2 separate regions of the Sus scrofa genome follow, and region 2 is linked to region 1. Evidence: chromatin contacts called from public Hi-C data. All regions are on one chromosome and are shown on one strand. The core of a region is the stretch at or near the end of the contact, and the rest is flanking DNA. Distances in the headings are between cores, read along the strand shown. Region 1 holds the start of MGST2 (microsomal glutathione S-transferase 2). Region 2 overlaps LOC110262152 (a long non-coding RNA gene).

Region 1 (4,404 bases), core at 1,418-3,917:
TGGCAGAAGTTGAACCTCTTTGATAAGACGGGTAATGAGAACTGAAGGGAAATTTAAATGAAATAGGGATATTACAAGGACTGAATTAGTTAACATTTATAAAGCACTTAAAACAGCATACAGCATCTAAAAATGTATTCTGTGTTAAATAAACACATAAAGTGTCTAGAAAATTCCTCAGCATTAGGTACCTAATGATAAAAATATTTGTTAAAAGGTAAAAGTCATGTCTCTCATACAAATATAAAATGAGACCATATCAAAGATTTCATTGAGTTAATTTATGAGGGAACCAGTATGACATTTTAACCAGTTCAAAGGAGAGTTCAAAGTGCCATACACACATGGAGTTATAAAATCCAACTCAGTTCATTTTGAAGATTTTACTGGCTTTATTGCATGACTCATGAATTGGGCAATGTCCAATCTAACAAAGGAGCTCCGAGAAGCTGTAAGAAATGACCTTTTTTTTTTTTGCTGCACCTTTGGCATATGGAAGTTCCCAGGCCAGGGGTCGAATCCGAGCCTCAGCTGCAACCTATGCCACAGCTGCAGCAACGCCAGATCCTTAACCCACTGCATCACAGTGAGAACTCCTGGAAGATGTTTTTATAGGCAGAAGGGAGCAGAACAAGCAAGTTATACTTGGAAAAAACCAAACTGGTTATTCCAAGTTTACTTTCCCTCAGGGGGTAGCAAGGTCTATCAGGCAGGTTATCTAACTAGGACTGATCAAGCCATTCCTGGTTTAAGATTCCATTTCTGCAAGAGCAGAAACTAAGTCTGATTTGGTGACATAAGGCTTAGCCCAAGGGACTCCATTTGGGCCTGTGGCCTTGTTTTTAATAGGGAAATGGGGATTCATTTACAAATCGTTGCAAATCAGGTCTGCTCCCAGGGCCCTGCTTGTCTCCTCGTGTGGCTTCTGCTCACATTCCTTCTTGAAACCACGGAAGACCAAGACTCTGTAAGAAGATAGATCCTGGAAGCCCAGGACAGCCCTGAAATGTTCTTGGGTGTCTGATTGAATGGTTTTGGCTTCTAAACTGCAAGCCAGCCATCCTGACCCCACTACCATCTACTAAAATATCCTCCCCAAATGACAGGTCTCGAAGGAGAGGTCCAGGCAGGACTGTGGGAAGGCAGAGGCTCTCCAAGGGAGAAAACTGCCCTGAGAAAGAGAAATAGCAGAAGGAAGAGCTGAGCAAGGGAATGGGGGGCTCCTGGCTGATGGCCACAACCACTGGGTGTTTCTAACCACTGTTTTGAGAAGTACAGGTACCTCCACACTAGGGAACTCACTTTAAGAACACAACTCCAGGAGTTCCCATCATGGCTCAGAGGAAACATTCCTGACTAGTAGCCATGAGGATGCAGGTTCGATCCCTGGCCTTGCTCAGTGGGTTATGGATCGGCGATGCCGTGAGCTGTGCTGTAGGTCGCAGGTGCAGCTCAGATCCTGTGTGGCTGTGGTGTAGGCCAGCAGCTGTAGCTGCAATTTGACCCCTAGCCTAGGATAGACCCTAAAAAGCCAAAAAAACAAAAAACCCACAACTCTAGAGTGAACCTTGGCCCCCAGTGAATTGCCTTCTTCCTACTTTCTGGACAAATCCTGAGATTCCTAACTTGACGTCTAGCCAATCCTAGTCGGTCACCAACCTGGGTCCTAAGAGCTGTTAATACAACAAAAAGTGCCTCAAATGCTTTGAAATCCAGTGAACACGTGTGCTATCTGCTTTAATAGATCTGGTATCATCTCTGCCTCTTGGAAGGTATGAAACAATGGAACTTTCGATAATGAAATGTTTATCAACACCTTCTGTGGTGAGAAAACTTCCTGGTAATCCCACATTTGAAACTCCGCCACAGCGTTTAACAAACTAACAAAAATCTGAGTTTCTACCTCTCCCCCAAATGGTAGAGGGTAAAAGGCATTTTCCCTGAAGTTAATACATATAGATCCTTCCAGTATGGGTCCTATTCCTTAAATTTTTATCAGAAATGAAAAACAAGAGGAGAAACAACATATTGGTAATTATAGTAAAATGTTTTAAAATTATTATATTACCTATGTAAACACAAAGCAATCTATAAGAGTTTCTGAGAGGTTAGCTTATTAGTTATCGCTTTTTTTACCGAAATTATACGCTGGATAAGGCAAACAGAGTATTGAAATATAAAAACAGCCTCGAACCCAGCAAAAGAGCTGATGTCACGAAACGTAAACTCTAAACGTAAATATTTGAGTAAATTTGCTAATAGATGAAAAGATATGTATTTAACCATAGAAATGTTCTCAGACCAATTGCATGTCCATCCCACCCCCAATTATTTCCTGATCTCACCCACTGTGTTCGATCCTCATCCTTCCAAAAACGCCAGCTCGTTGTCCTGGTTTCTGCTGGCATTGCAGCAAACCCTCTCTGCTGCCAAACAGGCCTGGCAGCCGAGAGAGACAGAACATGCACTGCCTTCCGCGGTGGCCACAAACAAGCAGTGATCACAATTATCAAGGACCATAATGAAACTGACAGCACTACTGGTCTGAACCCAGCCAGCACCCAGATTGAGACTCGAACCCACGTGCCGGGACTCGAACCCACAGTTTTAAATGAGAATCACTCACCCGGTGTCTGGACTCGCTGAGGTTCAGGTTCTTCATGCCTCCATGCAGGAATTCAGTGAGAGACAAAGCCATAGGCAAGAAACGGATTTATTAAGATAGGACGCTTGTGAGAGAGGCAAGCAGGCAGGCAAGAAGGCTCTGCCCAAGGATCCGATGGGCCACAGGTTTATCATCCAAGGGGAGTGGGGGTGGGAAAGGCCTGCCTCTTCCTTTCTGGGAGTAGTAGCTCCTCTTAGTATCTGGTAAATTGTGTATTCAAATCAGCTGAAGGGCCTGGCTTCAAACTCTTGCCCTTGGTCTGAATCTGAATGCAGGCCTCATCCCATGCCCCACCCAATGACCTGAGGCAATTCTTACACCTCCACTAATCAAGCAAGCCTGCCTTGTTCTGGTGGCCTTGAACTTACAGTGGTCTCCCAACATCCCCTAGGTTTCTCTCTTTATCTATGGTCCCTTTTTGAGACTTCTACAACTACCTGTGCCTACTCTATCCTTGTCAGTAATATTTTTTTTTTTTTTTTTTTTTTTTTTTTTTTTTTTTTTTTTTTTTTTTTTTTTTTTTTTTTTTTTTTTTTTGCTGTTGCTATTTCTTGCCTCCGGCATATGATTCCAGGCTAGTGAATCAGCTGTAGCATCTACGCAAGCACAGCAAGCGGATCGAGCCGGTCTGCCTACACCACCTCTAACGCCGGATCGTCCCATGAGCGGCAGCGACCCCCCTCATGGTCCTAGTCGATTCGTTACCACTGCCACGACGGCTCTATTGCATTCTCTTACTGAAGGTCCTGATCAATGGAAAACACAAGGTAACAACTCAGCAAGTGTTGAAACAAAGCTCAATTAAACCAAACACGAAATTACACCCCAAGCTACATGTTGCAAAAATTTAGGGACTTGCAGCGGTCCTGCAGAATATTTTCTCCCCACCCAGAAGCTGGAGTGCTTTGCTCTGTGACCCTGGGTGTGGAAGCCAAGCTAGAGCAGACCAAGGCATGACATTCATCAGGGAAACCTCTGTCCTGGGATGCGCAGGGCACAGGGCAGAGGATCAGAGCTGGGTATCACCAAGGCTCGGGCAGAAACTGCCTGTCATCCAACACCAGGAGTGTCCCATCCTGGCTCCAAGGCAGAAAGCAAAGGAGAGCAGAAAGGCAAAGAAACCAAAGCTCAGGCCTCAGGGTGTCTGGCTCAGATCCCCATATAGTGTGGGAGAGGCGAGTTGCTAAACGCCCTCGCACGTTTGCTCAAAGGGCAACAATAGCACCTACCATTCAGGGGCCCTCTGATGATGCCATGAAAGATGAAATAACATGCAGGAAACAAACAGCACAGACCCTGGCATGTGGCAGGATGTCCCCAGGGTCTCTGCCCCCACCCCATGCCCTCAGGCCCAGTGGACACAGAGGAGACAAGGCCACGGCACAAAGCAAAACCAGCAGCGAAGGCCGAGGGCCCTTAGAATTTCCCAGAAGAATAGAAACAGCCCTTGAATTGCTTCAAAATGGCTTTTGATGGTAATAAAAAGTCTGAACCTGTGTTGTCTTCAGGTTTACGTAAGGTCTGGGAGAGGATAAAGTAAAGCAAAAGCTAGAGACCTGGGAAGGGATTGGAAACCCTCCCTGACAGCCCCTGGTACATGCAGCCCTCCTCACACAGAGATGCACGCGTATTCCTACACACTCACACACCTATGAACTCACACACACACACTCACACACGCCACACTCATGTTCCCCAAAGGGGATTTGTAAGCTGAATGTTGCACCTCAGGACACATA
Region 2 (4,140 bases), core at 253-2,752, 43 kb after region 1:
CTGGGTTCAAGAGGGTAAAGGTGGCATTCTCTTCCACCACCGCTTCCCGGGGCCTGGCACATAGTAAATGCTCAGTAAATACATAGGAGATAGATGAATAACTGCGCTGGTGTTGGGAATTTCTTGGCAGAGAAAATTGATGAACAGACTGGGCTGTGAGAACAAACGAGGGAAATTGTTCCTTATAGGAAACATTCTCAGTCCTCTGAAATAATTAGGCAATAATTAAGTCTGGTCTAGTGACCCCAAAATGACTTTTCAGGGGGTTTCTAGCCCCCCTGCAAGCTCTGAGCCTGCCGGTTGCAGTTTTCCCAGCAACGTGAGCTTTGGTGCCCCCTGGTGACGGAAATGAGTTGTCAGTTGTAAGTCTGTCAAGCCTGCGGAATGAGATTTTCTCATGAAGAAATTAAATTTTCTCCTGTTTAAAGAAATAAACTGGGAGTTCCCACTGTGGCACGGTGGGTTAAGAAGCAGAGTGCAGCGGCCCCGGTCACTGCAGAGGCAAAGATTCAATCCCTGGCCCAGCACAGTGGGTTAAGGATCGGGTGTTGCTGCAGCTATGGTTCAAATTCAATCCCTGGCCCAGGCACTTCCATATGCAACCATTAATAAGACAAGAAAAGAAATCAACTGGAATTGCGTATTTAACCACGAAGTCGATAAAAGTGACATCAACTACATAAACTCCAAAGCATTTGCAGATGTCACTTTGAGGGTTTTGTTTTGAATATTATGATTTCCTTGTGAAATATGAAATTTCAGGTTGCATTTACTACACTTTCTCCTCAAATAGCCATGGCTTTTATGATCGAATTTAATTATCATTTGGAAAACTAACACTGTATTGTAAGGGCTGCTTATGATAACTAAAACTTACAGTGCTTTCCAAAGCCCTTAAACCTCTATTGAGATTGAAAATCAAGTTGTCATTTTCTAACAAACCACATACATAAAACCATTGCGTGTGTGCTGTTTGTAAATGAGAAGTCATGGGTCTGGCTGCCTGTCTGTAAACAGACTGACTTTACCTCCTGATCTCGTGAGAGGCTGACATCTACACAGTCTTCCGATTTAAATTCTGTGCGAGTGGCAATGCCAGACTGTTCCACATGGCAACCGCCTGTAGGACTGCACTTAGTTTCCCATCAAAAATGTTTTCCAAAGTGCCATTGGAAGATGATTTGAGAGAAAAGAGTAAATAATTTTTTTTCTTTCCAATTACATCATCATTTTAGGGATAAATCACCATCATTCCTGATGATTTTCAAAGGATCATGTTGACCTGCTAACTTTTGAGTTGAAAGTGTTTCTGACCTCAACCATTTAGTCAAATAAACAAGCACTCATTTGCAGGAGGGAGCTGCTATTTATAGGCATCCAACCCTGGTTTCCTTCCTAAAGAGTCCTTTTATAATGCAAACAACCGCCCTCTGATTTTGTTTGTTTGGCATAGTCCTAGTTTCACTTTTCCTATTTGCTCATAGCGCTGTGTATCCAAGTATACCCACAAGTCACTGATGTCCCCAGGGTGCTTCTTACAAGGAGCCAGAACTAAGCCTTATGATGCAACTACTTTCAGGAAGATGCAACTGTTCGTTCTCAAGATGATTCTTTAGTTAGTGAGATTTCACAGTTTGTTTTTTCTAGAGAGAAATGAGCAAAGGGGAAAAATGTAAAATATTGGAGAGGGTAGAGAGGTGAGGATTGTTTTAAAGATGCCATTTTAGGATTGGCACTTGCCAACTGCCTCTACAAGGATTAAATCTTAAAGCCACTGCAGCTGCTGACCCTCAGCAGCCTCTGAGAGGCGCTCAGGAGTGAAGCACTCTGTGCTCTGCGGAAAACTGGCAGAACAAGTCTTTAGATAGATATTTTCAAGAGAAGACTGTATGAGCCTCATTCTTGTACCTCCTCATATACAGAAAAGCACTAAAATCTTTCATGGTGATGTCTGCTCCTAGTGACTAGCAGTAACCTTCAGGAGACTAACAGCAAACTTCTGTAAAAATGTGTGCATGGTTGCATGTACCTCCGCCCTGGACCAAAATCACATGTTTACTGACATTTCCCCTTGCTTCTTTGAGCAGCAGAGCCATCTGAAATGCTGCTTCTGGGCTATAGTCCTTTTTTTGCCCCAAATAAAACTTAGTTCACAATTCTCACATAGTGCATTTTTTCTTCCGTCAACAAAGACTTGGGAGGCAATAGACTGTAATAGTGAAGTATAAATCCTAGAATCAGACTGCCTGTATTTGAAAACAAGCATTGCCATTTACTAGTTCTGTGCCCTTGGGAAAGACTTTTTTTATCTCCTGTGCCTTCTGTTCCTTTTCCTAAAATAGTGGTAAAGAGGGTAACTTTAAAGTTGTTATGAACCTCAAATAGCTCAAGCAACCTTGAAAAAGAAGAACTAGGCTGGAGGCATCACACTTGATTTCTAAAAGGTATCACAAAACTAATAGTAATTAAAACAGTATGGTACTGGTAAAAAGACAGAAATATAGGTCAATGGAACAGAACAGAGAACTCTGAAATACACTCATGCTTATATGGTCAACTGACCTTTCACAAGAGTGCCAAGAATGCAAAATGCAGAAAGGGTAATCTCTTCAACTTCGGAAAAACTGGATATTCACAGGCAAAAGAATGAGACTGGATCCATATCTTACATCATACATAACAATCAACTCAAAATGAATTAATCATTTAAAGTCCTGAAATTATTAAACCCCTAGAAGAAAACATAAGGAAAATCTTCGTGACATTGATTCTTGGCAATGGTTTCATGGATATGACACCAAAAGCACAGGCAACAAAAGCAAAATTAGAAAGTGGGACTACAATAAACTAAAAAGCTTCCTTTTTTTTTTTTTTTTTGTCTTTTTGCAATTTCTTGGGCCGCTCCCGTGGCATATGGAGGTTCCCAGACTAGGGGTCAAATCAGAGCTGTAGCCGCTGGCCTACTCTACAGCCACAGCAACTTGGGATCTGAGCTGCATCTGCAACCTACACCACAGCTCACGGCAATGCCAGATCCTTAACCCACTGAAGGCCAGGGATCGAACTTGAAACCTCATGGTTCCTAGTTGGATTCGTTAACCATTGAGCCACGACGAGAACTCCCTTTAGACTATTTTAAAATCAGGTTATTACTTGTTTTGATGTTGAGTTGTAGGAATTCCTTTATACATTTTGGAAATTAACCTTTCATCAGATAGAGGGTTTGCAAATATCTTCTCCCCTTCCATAGGTTACCTTTTCACTCTGTTGCGGGTTTCCTTTGCTGTGCAGAAGTTTTTTAGTTTTGGGAATTCCTGTCGTGGCTCAGTGGTTAACAAATCTGACTAGGAACCATGAGGTTGCAAGTTCGATCCCTGGCCTCGCTCAGAGGGTTAAGAATCTATCGTTGCCGTGAGCTGTGGCATAGGTTGCAGATGCAGCTTGGATCCCATGTTGCTGCGGCTGTGGCATAGGCCGGAGCTACAGCTCCAATTAGACCCCTAGCCTGGGAACCGCTGTATGCCACAGGTGCAGCCCTAGAAAAGACAAAGAGACAAAAAAAAAGAAAAAAAAATACAGATTATTCAGCCTTATAAAAGAAGGAAATCCTGTAATATGCAACAATAAGGACATTATACTAGGTGAAATAAGCTAGTCACGTGGCCCCACTTATGTGAGGTATATAAAACAGTCAAACTAATAGAATCAGGGGACAGAATGGTCGTTGCAGGGGCAGGGTTGAGAGGGAAATATGGAGAGGTGCTAATCAATGTACACAGTTTCAGTTATGCAAGATGAGTCTATTCTACATATCTGATATACAGTCTGATAATAATTTTGGACTGCGCACTTAAAATTCTGTTAAGAGCTCCAAGTGGGCATGATGCGGGGGGGGGGGGTCACAAAAAAATTAAAATTAAATTCTGTTAAAAGGAGCTCATGTTGTGTTGTACACACATGGATGCATAAAGTTGTTATGAGAATTAAATGAGTCAATGTTGTGAAGCCCTTGGAACAGTGTCTGGCACATAGAAAACATACATATACATTGTTCTAATTATCATCAAACAGCCTTCTCTGGTCCTGACAGCCAGTGATGAGGATTGCTCCTCCTTGCCCAGTTTCACTCCTTTGCCCTAA

What was found. A called contact is a pair of places that touch in the nucleus more often than the background predicts.
Region 2: a contact with region 1 is called in a Hi-C map of liver, with 2.0 times the contacts expected there. The contact joins the enhancer-like site here to the promoter of MGST2 in region 1. A contact is called at or near these places in 1 of 5 promoter capture datasets (liver), 21 of 47 Hi-C or Micro-C datasets (alveolar macrophages, blood, brain and 11 more) and 1 of 2 datasets of contacts at active chromatin or transcription factors (skeletal muscle).

Annotation. Positions count from the first base shown.
Region 1 is chr8:87,391,896-87,396,299 of Sscrofa11.1, forward strand. MGST2 (microsomal glutathione S-transferase 2) reads right to left here and starts at 2,668. Exons shown (of 6, transcript XR_002346420.1): 1 at 2,627-2,668.
Region 2 is chr8:87,436,244-87,440,383 of Sscrofa11.1, forward strand. All of the region lies in intron 1 of LOC110262152 (a long non-coding RNA gene), which reads right to left. Among named protein-coding and RNA genes, the nearest start is that of SETD7, 40 kb to the right of the region's middle. Within about 2 kb of position 1,503, at least 26 of the 83 cell types and tissues checked have an H3K27ac peak or open chromatin away from gene starts, as enhancers often do. A contact at or near this core is called in brain, epiblast stem cells, liver and 2 more, where this site is marked.